Regions from separate parts of the Mus musculus genome. Here all the other regions are linked to region 2. The links are chromatin contacts, called in public Hi-C maps. All regions are on one chromosome and are shown on one strand. The core of a region is the stretch at or near the end of the contact, and the rest is flanking DNA. Distances in the headings are between cores, read along the strand shown. Region 1 has its middle 170 kb from the start of Nrg1. Region 2 has its middle 150 kb from the start of 7420700N18Rik. Region 3 has its middle 200 kb from the start of Nrg1.

The links. Hi-C and Micro-C count contacts between places; a contact is called where the count stands out from the background.
Region 1: a Hi-C map of embryonic fibroblasts shows a contact between it and region 2, with 2.8 times the contacts expected there. The contact joins two enhancer-like sites. A contact is called at or near these places in 2 of 484 Hi-C or Micro-C datasets (embryonic fibroblasts and uterus) and 2 of 115 datasets of contacts at active chromatin or transcription factors (kidney and trophoblast stem cells).
Region 3: a contact with region 2 is called in a Hi-C map of pancreatic cancer cells, with 2.8 times the contacts expected there. The contact joins two enhancer-like sites. A contact is called at or near these places in 7 of 484 Hi-C or Micro-C datasets (the HL-1 cell line, Sertoli cells, adipose-derived mesenchymal stem cells and 4 more) and 6 of 115 datasets of contacts at active chromatin or transcription factors (the NIH/3T3 cell line, embryonic stem cells, epiblast stem cells and 3 more).

Annotation. Positions count from the first base shown.
Region 1 is chr8:31,748,956-31,751,655 of GRCm38.p6, forward strand. No RefSeq gene overlaps it. Among named protein-coding and RNA genes, the nearest start is that of Nrg1, 170 kb to the right of the region's middle. Within about 2 kb of position 1,271, at least 20 of the 459 cell types and tissues checked have an H3K27ac peak or open chromatin away from gene starts, as enhancers often do. A contact at or near this core is called in embryonic fibroblasts, where this site is marked.
Region 2 is chr8:31,519,608-31,522,307 of GRCm38.p6, forward strand. No RefSeq gene overlaps it. Among named protein-coding and RNA genes, the nearest start is that of 7420700N18Rik, 150 kb to the left of the region's middle. Within about 2 kb of position 1,449, at least 81 of the 459 cell types and tissues checked have an H3K27ac peak or open chromatin away from gene starts, as enhancers often do. A contact at or near this core is called in the HL-1 cell line, the NIH/3T3 cell line, embryonic fibroblasts and 1 more, where this site is marked.
Region 3 is chr8:31,719,398-31,722,097 of GRCm38.p6, forward strand. No RefSeq gene overlaps it. Among named protein-coding and RNA genes, the nearest start is that of Nrg1, 200 kb to the right of the region's middle. Within about 2 kb of position 1,329, at least 55 of the 459 cell types and tissues checked have an H3K27ac peak or open chromatin away from gene starts, as enhancers often do. A contact at or near this core is called in the HL-1 cell line, the NIH/3T3 cell line, embryonic fibroblasts and 1 more, where this site is marked.

The DNA.
Region 1 (2,700 bases), core at 21-2,520, 230 kb after region 2:
ATCTTTATGCTGAGCATTTTAAATATGGGCATAAAATGTTTGAAAGGTGAAAAAAATGAATCCATTCCCACAGAAGAAGAAGGAGGAGGAGGAGGAAGAGAGGAGGAGGAGGACGGGGAGGAGGAGGAGGGGGAGGAGGGGGTGGGGCTGGAGATAGAGGTCAGTGGTTGCCCCAATGTCAACCTTGTTCAAGATCCTCAGTTCACTTCCCAGAAGTGGAAAAAAAAAATGGAAGCAAAAGTTTGGAAGGTCAGTTTAAAATAGTGACCATTAGGGCTGGTGGAGGAGAGAAATGGGTACAGTCTATCTATCCAAGAGGCAACTTAGAAGACCAACCTTGTACAAGAGTCTGAATGTAACCATCACTGACGTTTCCATTAGAAAATGGGTAAGGTGGAAAATATGACACTGGTATGTCATCAACAAGAAGAAGCACTGAAAAGGAAGCTGGAGGCTCTAAGCCTAAACTATTCAGACTGAGTTAAGTGCCAAGGCAAGCTGTGGCGCCTTAACAGCATTTACCATAATGATTCCTCTATTTATGTTTTAGTTTTCCTCCCTTGAAAACAAGAAAATTACCCAGACAATACAAGTGAAGGAAAACTGATAGCCACAGAAAGCTATATTTAAGAAAAATAAAATTTTCACTAAAATGTGTTTTTATAATTCTAAACGCTATCAGTTGGCTTTCTCCTTACATGTGTCTACACAGCTTCCTTTGACCCATCTCCTTTCTCCCTTCTTGGGAGATAGGCAGTTCTGAGAAGAGCCGGTTCCACACATGCCTCCTTTCCTCATTGCTGAATCACAGGCTTCATTTGAGAGACAAGAAGATCAGTCAGCTTTTGGCTAAAATTTCCTCATGAAGACAATAATCCAGACCCAAGTGGCTGTTCTGGTCCCATGGGTCTGCACACTCCAGCTATTTACTTTAGGGGAGATTTTGCTCTGTGATACTTGGGTACATTGTGATAGGTTACTTTGTTTTGTCTTCTTTGCACATGATGGTCCTGGGTGGGAACAGTGGAGTTCCCCTGTCTCCTCAATCCATCAAATGGCAAGTTTTTCCTGATATCATCAGACTGCACTTTCAACTGACCAAATCGACTAGTGGTTTTGGCACTGTGTACATTGCCTCAGTAAGGGTCTGCTGAACTCTGAGTAGAAATATGTGCCAAATTATATGCAAATTTGTATTTTTCATGGGAGCTAGGAGCTTTGGCACTTAATTTTGAGTTTTCTTTTATAGCTGAGTCTGTAGCACTGGCCAAGATCTGCATTTTAATCCTTTTAATCATTCAACATAAATCATGCTCTCAGCCCCTTAATCATTCGTGTTCTTCTTCTTTGAACTTTCTCCAATTTCCTTACATCCTTCATTGCATAAAAAAGAGTTTTTAACAGGCCTGTTTCACTTCCAAGAATCTGTTTTGCGGTAGAAATACTGGGGGTTTAGAGAAATATGCAGTCTGGTCTTTGGAAATTCATAAACACCTGACTCAGAAAGATGATTTTATGTCCCTTTTCTCCTAGGTAATATAGAGCAGGGTTTCATAACGACTATTCATAATCTGATCTATATTTTTATTGTATATTTATTTAACATCTATTTTGTAAAGTGGTCTTATCCCCCCACACACACACACACATACACAAACACATGCACATACTTCTTGCATGAGAGAAGCAACTGGTAGAAGAAATCCACTGCTCACATTCTAGGGAGCAAAGATTCCATCCCATCCCAGCTTCCTCTCTAATCTGGTCCTAGAGGTCCTGCCAAGTGTCTTAGGGAAACTTAAAGAAGACTTAAAAAGGTTCCCTAGAGGAAAAGGCAAGAGAGAAGTTGGAGTGCTTTGCCACACATCTGCCTTTCTCACAATCCTCCTTTTCTTCAGTCTTCAGCCTTATCCTTACCCTTGAGCACAGCGCATGCTCCAGAGGGCAGCAACTGTATCCTGAGCATCACTGTCCTTTAAAACTTAGATACAAAATACATGCCACATAGTAAGCACCTTGCAAATGTGTGTCGTAAATGAAGTCACCTGGAATTTCTCAATCATCCTGTGATAAGGATGACTGACAATTCATATATAAATTACTGTGTAAAATATACCAGGCAGGTAATTATCAAAGTCTCTCTCAACTTCAGTATATATTTCAAATTATCCTGGGATTCTAAGATCAACCTGTTAGGAGACGTAGGATCATCACAGATCTAGGTCACTTGGTCTAACTCTTTTCTGATGCACAAGCCTGTGTGGTTCAATCTCCTGTGGTTTATTACTCACTCTTTGCTTGAACACTCCTATCATTTCCTCCCAAAGCAGTTCTTATTACATAGTTAAATGGTTGCAATATTCTTTTCTATTAGTTAGCATTTTCCTACAGCCTCCACCATAGGGCTTTGTTGTCAGAACACATTAATCTCTCTACTGGGAAATCCTTCAGATATTGATAGAACTAATATTTCCCTACTAAACTTGGTCTGTATATTAAATGTCCCTGACTTTTTTTTTCTAAAAATATATAACAGGATTTTAAGTTAGGGAATTCTGTATCTATTCACCCTGAGAACTGAAACATGAATAGAAAAAGTAAACCAGCAAGAGATCCTGCTGTTGACAGAGGACTGAACAGTAACATAATGACTAAATATTAATACTAGTCAGCTTTGTGTTATAACAAAATACCGGAGGC
Region 2 (2,700 bases), core at 199-2,698:
GCATACAATTTAGGAAGTAAGAATAAACTCATTTGCTTTTGATTCTTATGACATAAACTAACTCATCTTGGACCCCAGACATGCTGATGCTTTCATGAGGGCCGTGTTTACCCACCTTCAACAGTTTTCAACCAGTTCTATTTTCCTTCCAATAACATAATTTATCCTAACATTTCTCTTCCTATTTCCTTCAGTTTTGCTCATTCCTATGGTATTAATGGTTCAACATATGGTTCAACTTAAAGTTTTGTGCTTTATGGTCATGCTAAAGGGATTAGTCGTTCAGGGAAATTATACTTTGAATTTTGACCTTTTCCTGGGCTTGTAATATATTCTTTGATACCCTTGTCTTGGGCAACAGCAGTGAGCTACAGTCAGCCATGCCATCCTGAGGGTAAGCTATCAATATTCCACCATGAATTGTGTTGCTTTCCTAAGAATGCATGGTTGAAGTGTTACCTGCATCGTTGAGCTCATAATAGTCTTAATAGGAGAATCTTCCATGTAAGTCAAACATCTGTATATGAAAGAATGATATTATCCTTTATTTATTTTCTTGAGAAAGACGGTACCTAGGTGAGCACCTCACATAGTCATTCTTTTTAGATTCTGGTTATCACAGATTTGAAATGATTTACAGCACAATAGCTTTCAAAGGAATCGCTTCACAAGTGTGAAATAGACTTTCCATTAGTAATTATTTAATGATTTTTCTAAATATGTGTCTGATAAAGAAAAAAAAATTACTTTCAAATGGCCAGTAAGTCTTGGGAAAGAAGAAGAAAAAAAACCAAAACCTCAAGCCATAACATATCTTAATCTCATCCAAAGTAAAGAAAAACTCAAACAAGTCAGGCTATATAAGAGAATTAGGAAAGTTTTACTCTGTTAAAGTTTTGGTTTCAAGTAGAAAGGACTGTGGGCCCCAAGGGGTACTCACAGGAAGACTAACAGTCAACTAACCTAGACCTTTAGGGTTCCCAGGGACTGAACTACTAACCAGAGAGGATACATAGGCTGGACCTAGGCCTTCTTGCACATGTGTAGCAACTGGAGCAGGGGCTCTCCCAAAAGCTGTTGCCTGTCGGCGGGTGGGATATGTTCTACTAGCTAGGCTGTCTTGTCTAGGTACAGTGAGAGAGATTGTGTCTAGCCCTGCAGAGACTCAAAGTGCCCGGGGTAGGGGGTTACGGGGGTGGGGGGTGGGTGCAGTATTCACTTAGAGGGGAAGGGGATGGTGGAAGGATTGTGGAAGGGGCTGACCAGAGGTGGGCAGTGATCAGGATGTAAAGTGAATTAAAAAAAAAAGTTTCAAATGTTACTTCCCAGATTGTGGAATTCAGTCCTCTCTGTTAATTAATAAACAGACAGCATTTGAAGTCATGCCACTCTCCCCAAATCAAAGGTCAAGTAGAACATTCACCTTCAGGTTTCAAGAGTTGACTCATGCTGGCTAACGTGGCCAGGGTACAGAATGGTAGGAGAGATGGCTTTCTACCTCCCACCAGTCATGTGAGTAGCGAGTCACTCCATTCTGGCTCTGGAGAGCTCTCTAGGTGTCTGAGTCAGACTTCTTAACCAATGGCATTCAGAGAAACTCAAGCTGCCCCTTTTAATTCAGTAGGAGAGAAAAAATGTGTGGAATGTTATTTGCCAAACTGTGACCTCAATTCAGACAACATGCCTGGGCAGGTAAGGCAGGCTCTAGCATCTGGTAGCTTGAAGCATTAAGGGTGTACTTAGCAGTTCTAACATTTCAAACACAGAAGTACTTGCTGTAAGAAAAGAGTCTCTCCTGTGCTGATAAGGATAGCATACAATGGAATTATTATATATTTTTTTAAAATAACCCAGCCCAGCAAAGTATGTGCTATCAAATAACATCTTTTCTAACAAGTGACAAATCTTGTCTTTGAGAACAGGTTTGCAGGTAGCTTGGAGAGAACAAAGAATGACTTCAGAAATTTGAAGAGTTGGAAAAGTGAACACTCTGGGTCTAAAATCCTGTTTATTGTTATTATTTTAAAATTTAGTTTTCCACACTTTTCCTGACTGAGCTGAGGGCAGACTGAGGGGCTGTTCTTGTGATTCTGTGATTTGACACCATTGTGTGTCTTCTCACAAAAGGATCATTCGCTGACAACACAGCCAGGTCGACTCTAAGCTTGGTGGGCTTTGGTGGGACCTGGCACACTTTACCTGGATTTTCACACATGAGGATGCTTAGATCTAAGAGCTGGGCTTTTGCGTCATTTTCTGTTCAAAGAAATTCCAAAGATCAGTTAAATTTATCCAATTGATATTGAAAATGGAATCTCATGCACTGTTTAAAAAAATCATCCAATGCTCTAGAAATAGATGGATTATTTTTCTTAAAGTAAAATTTATTTCGTTTGTGGTAATTGGCTGAATATAAACACGAGGAAAGACTGAAGGGAGTCCTTTCTGCATGAAAACTATCTATGGAGATTAACTTAGTCTCTGTCTTCTTCAATGTTAGAAATACCTTTGGACCAACACTGTAAGATGGGAGTTTTAGGTAAAAAGGAAAACTTTACAGATAAAAATCTGTGTCTTCGCCACAGCTACTCTTTAACTTGGAAATGTGTAGCAGCCTCTAGAGAAAGCTAGTTGGAAACTCTATGGTGTCCGCTTTAAGTCCTTCAGTGGCATGTCACCATAAAATGTCAAGTGAAGCTT
Region 3 (2,700 bases), core at 79-2,578, 200 kb after region 2:
TGTTGGTGAATTAGGGAAGGCTGAAAGAAGCTAAGGAGAAGGGTGATCCTATAGGAGGACCAGCAGTCTCAACTAATCTGGGTCCTCGAGATCTCTCAAACACTGGACCACCAAACGGACAGCATACACCAGCTGATATGAGACCCCCAACACACATACAGTAGAGGACTTCTGGATCTGTGTTCATTCAGAGATGATGCACCTAACCCTCAAGAGACTGGAGGCCCCAGGGAGTTTAGAGGTCAAGTGGGGTGGAGGGGTGGGGGGATGGGGCATCCAGGTGGACACAGGGGTGGGGAAGAGGTGTGGGATGTGGAGCAGTCAGAGGGTGGATTGGGGCAGGGGGCGAGGAATGGAATATGGAGTGTAAAAAAAATAATTTTAAAAATAAAAATAAATAAAATTTTTCAGGAAAAAAGGATCACACTGATCACTGTCTTGCTGACTCTGTGACATCTTAGACACTCCATAGAGAGCCACTGAGGACCCAGCTTGTTCTTGGCAGCCACTGTTGATGGAGAACTGCCTTCCTTCTCCTGTGCCTAGCATCTTCCTCATTCCTTTTCCTATTTTTGCTCTAGGTTTTCAATTTAATGACACCGTTCATTACTCTGTCACTATCTGGATAGTGGGGTTGGTTGGTTGGTTGGTGTTTCTTTTATTTAAATCAACAATGTTCCTTTGAGCTTGGCAAATGTCAAGGAAGATAGATTCCATTTTTACAGGCCTATTTTCTAAGCTACTGTCCTTCATGGAGCTAGATAAGGCAGACTAGTTGTGTCGAAGACAGGAAGTCAGCATGGCCCCCCTATCTTAAGATTGCATTTTCTGAAAGCAAGCTGGCCTCTATCTAATCGCCATAAGACACCCGCACCCCCACCCCCACTCCTGGGCTGCAACCAAACACAAATTGGCTGATCTCTTAATAAAACACTAGTAAGGGTTAGAGAAAGAGGTTGGAGTTTAAGTGAAACCACCTGGAAAACACTTAATTGTTCAGTCACCAATAATCTGAATAGACAGGGAATATTCGAACATGCCATTTGGACTCAAATAGAATTATAAGTCAATATTTAGAAACACATACATTTGGGGGTAAAACTCAGGGCTCAGATTCCAAACTAAGTTGTAACACAAATGCCACAATTTGTTATGGAGTTGGTTGTGGAGAAGGAAAGTGTGGGTACGGGGGTACATTAATAAATACCCACAATTCACCGGGAAGAACATTGTGCCAAGGAGAGTCAGAGGGTAAGACAATGCTAAGACGCTTGGGTGCTGAGATGTTTGGCAGTGGATTTTCCTGTGTTGGTTTTTAAGATGCCTGCTGGCTGAGTCAGAGAAAAGAATGAGGCTAGCAAGTTGGTGGGGTGGGGGATGGGTGTAAGCAGAGGCAAACAGAAGAGAGATCTCAGGATGCAAGCTCTGCTGGATCAGCTCCATGCCAACCAACAGGGTTTGCACAACTCTCATTACCCTGAAGTTGCAGACAAAAGGTTTGCCTTTGTTAAAGTTGGCCTCTCACCCTCGGCATGCCTTCCCTGTGTTTAGCAGAACCCTTGAAGAGGTTGTGTGTCTGTGTGTCTCTGTGCGTGTCTTTGTGTGTCCCTGCAAATTTAGGACCCTTTGTACTAATAGTAGCTAATGGATTATAGTGGTGATATTAAAAGAAGGCCCTGGGTTTATAACTTCTATTTCCCAGCTCCTGTTCTGTGTGTGTTAAAGTGCTAGAACATACCATGAGTTTGGTACCAATTGCATCCCCATTTTTTTTTTCAGTTGAAGAAACCTGAGCCTAAGAGTTAAATGACTTGTTCAACATCACATCTATGATTCACAATGGAGTGAAAACTAAAAATGCTTGGACTGTCTAATCCAATGGTTCCCCACCTGTAAGTTGTCATCCTTTTGGGGGTCAGATGACCATTTCACGGGGGTTGTATACTAGATATCCTGCATATCAGATATTTACATTATGATTCATAACAGTAGCAAAAACACAGTTATGAAGTAGCAGTGCAAATAATTTTATGGTTAGGGGTCACCACGACATGAGGAACTGCAATAAAGGATCACAGCATTAGGGAAATTGAGAGCCATTGGTCTAATAATCTTTACCTTCCCAAGGTTCAGTCTATTTACAGCCATGGAGAAGCAGGATGCACATCAAAGTGACATCCAGGGCTCTGCTTTAAAATCCTGACCCCACCCATCCTAATCCTGCCATTGCTCTCTAGGATCAAATGGAGCCACCAGGATGGGAGAAACCAGGACCCAGAAAAAATTCCCAGGAGGACACTGAAAGTTCTCAGGAATTGGATGGGGGTCACTAGGGCCAAGAAGAACTGTAACACCCCCCCCACCATAGCACAGTGTTTCTGTGGCGATTATACACTTAATATAATGAGAATATACAGTATGAAACTAAGTTTGAAAATGGAGCAGAATGTTTAGAATTCTGCCAATCCTGAAACCAAGGAGGGTGGTTGCTGTATGAAATTATCTGCCTTGTGTACCTGTGCATGCACACGTATGTGCGTGTTGACGGTGGCAAGTGGGATCTGTTTAAGCCACGGACATATCAGATACCGAAGTTGCTTTTTCAGTATCCTACTGTCTGATAGCAAAGAGCTGCAGAAAGAGACACTGTCTCTATGCAGTAGTATGATAGGTCATAAAGAATCCCCAGCTGCCAGAGTC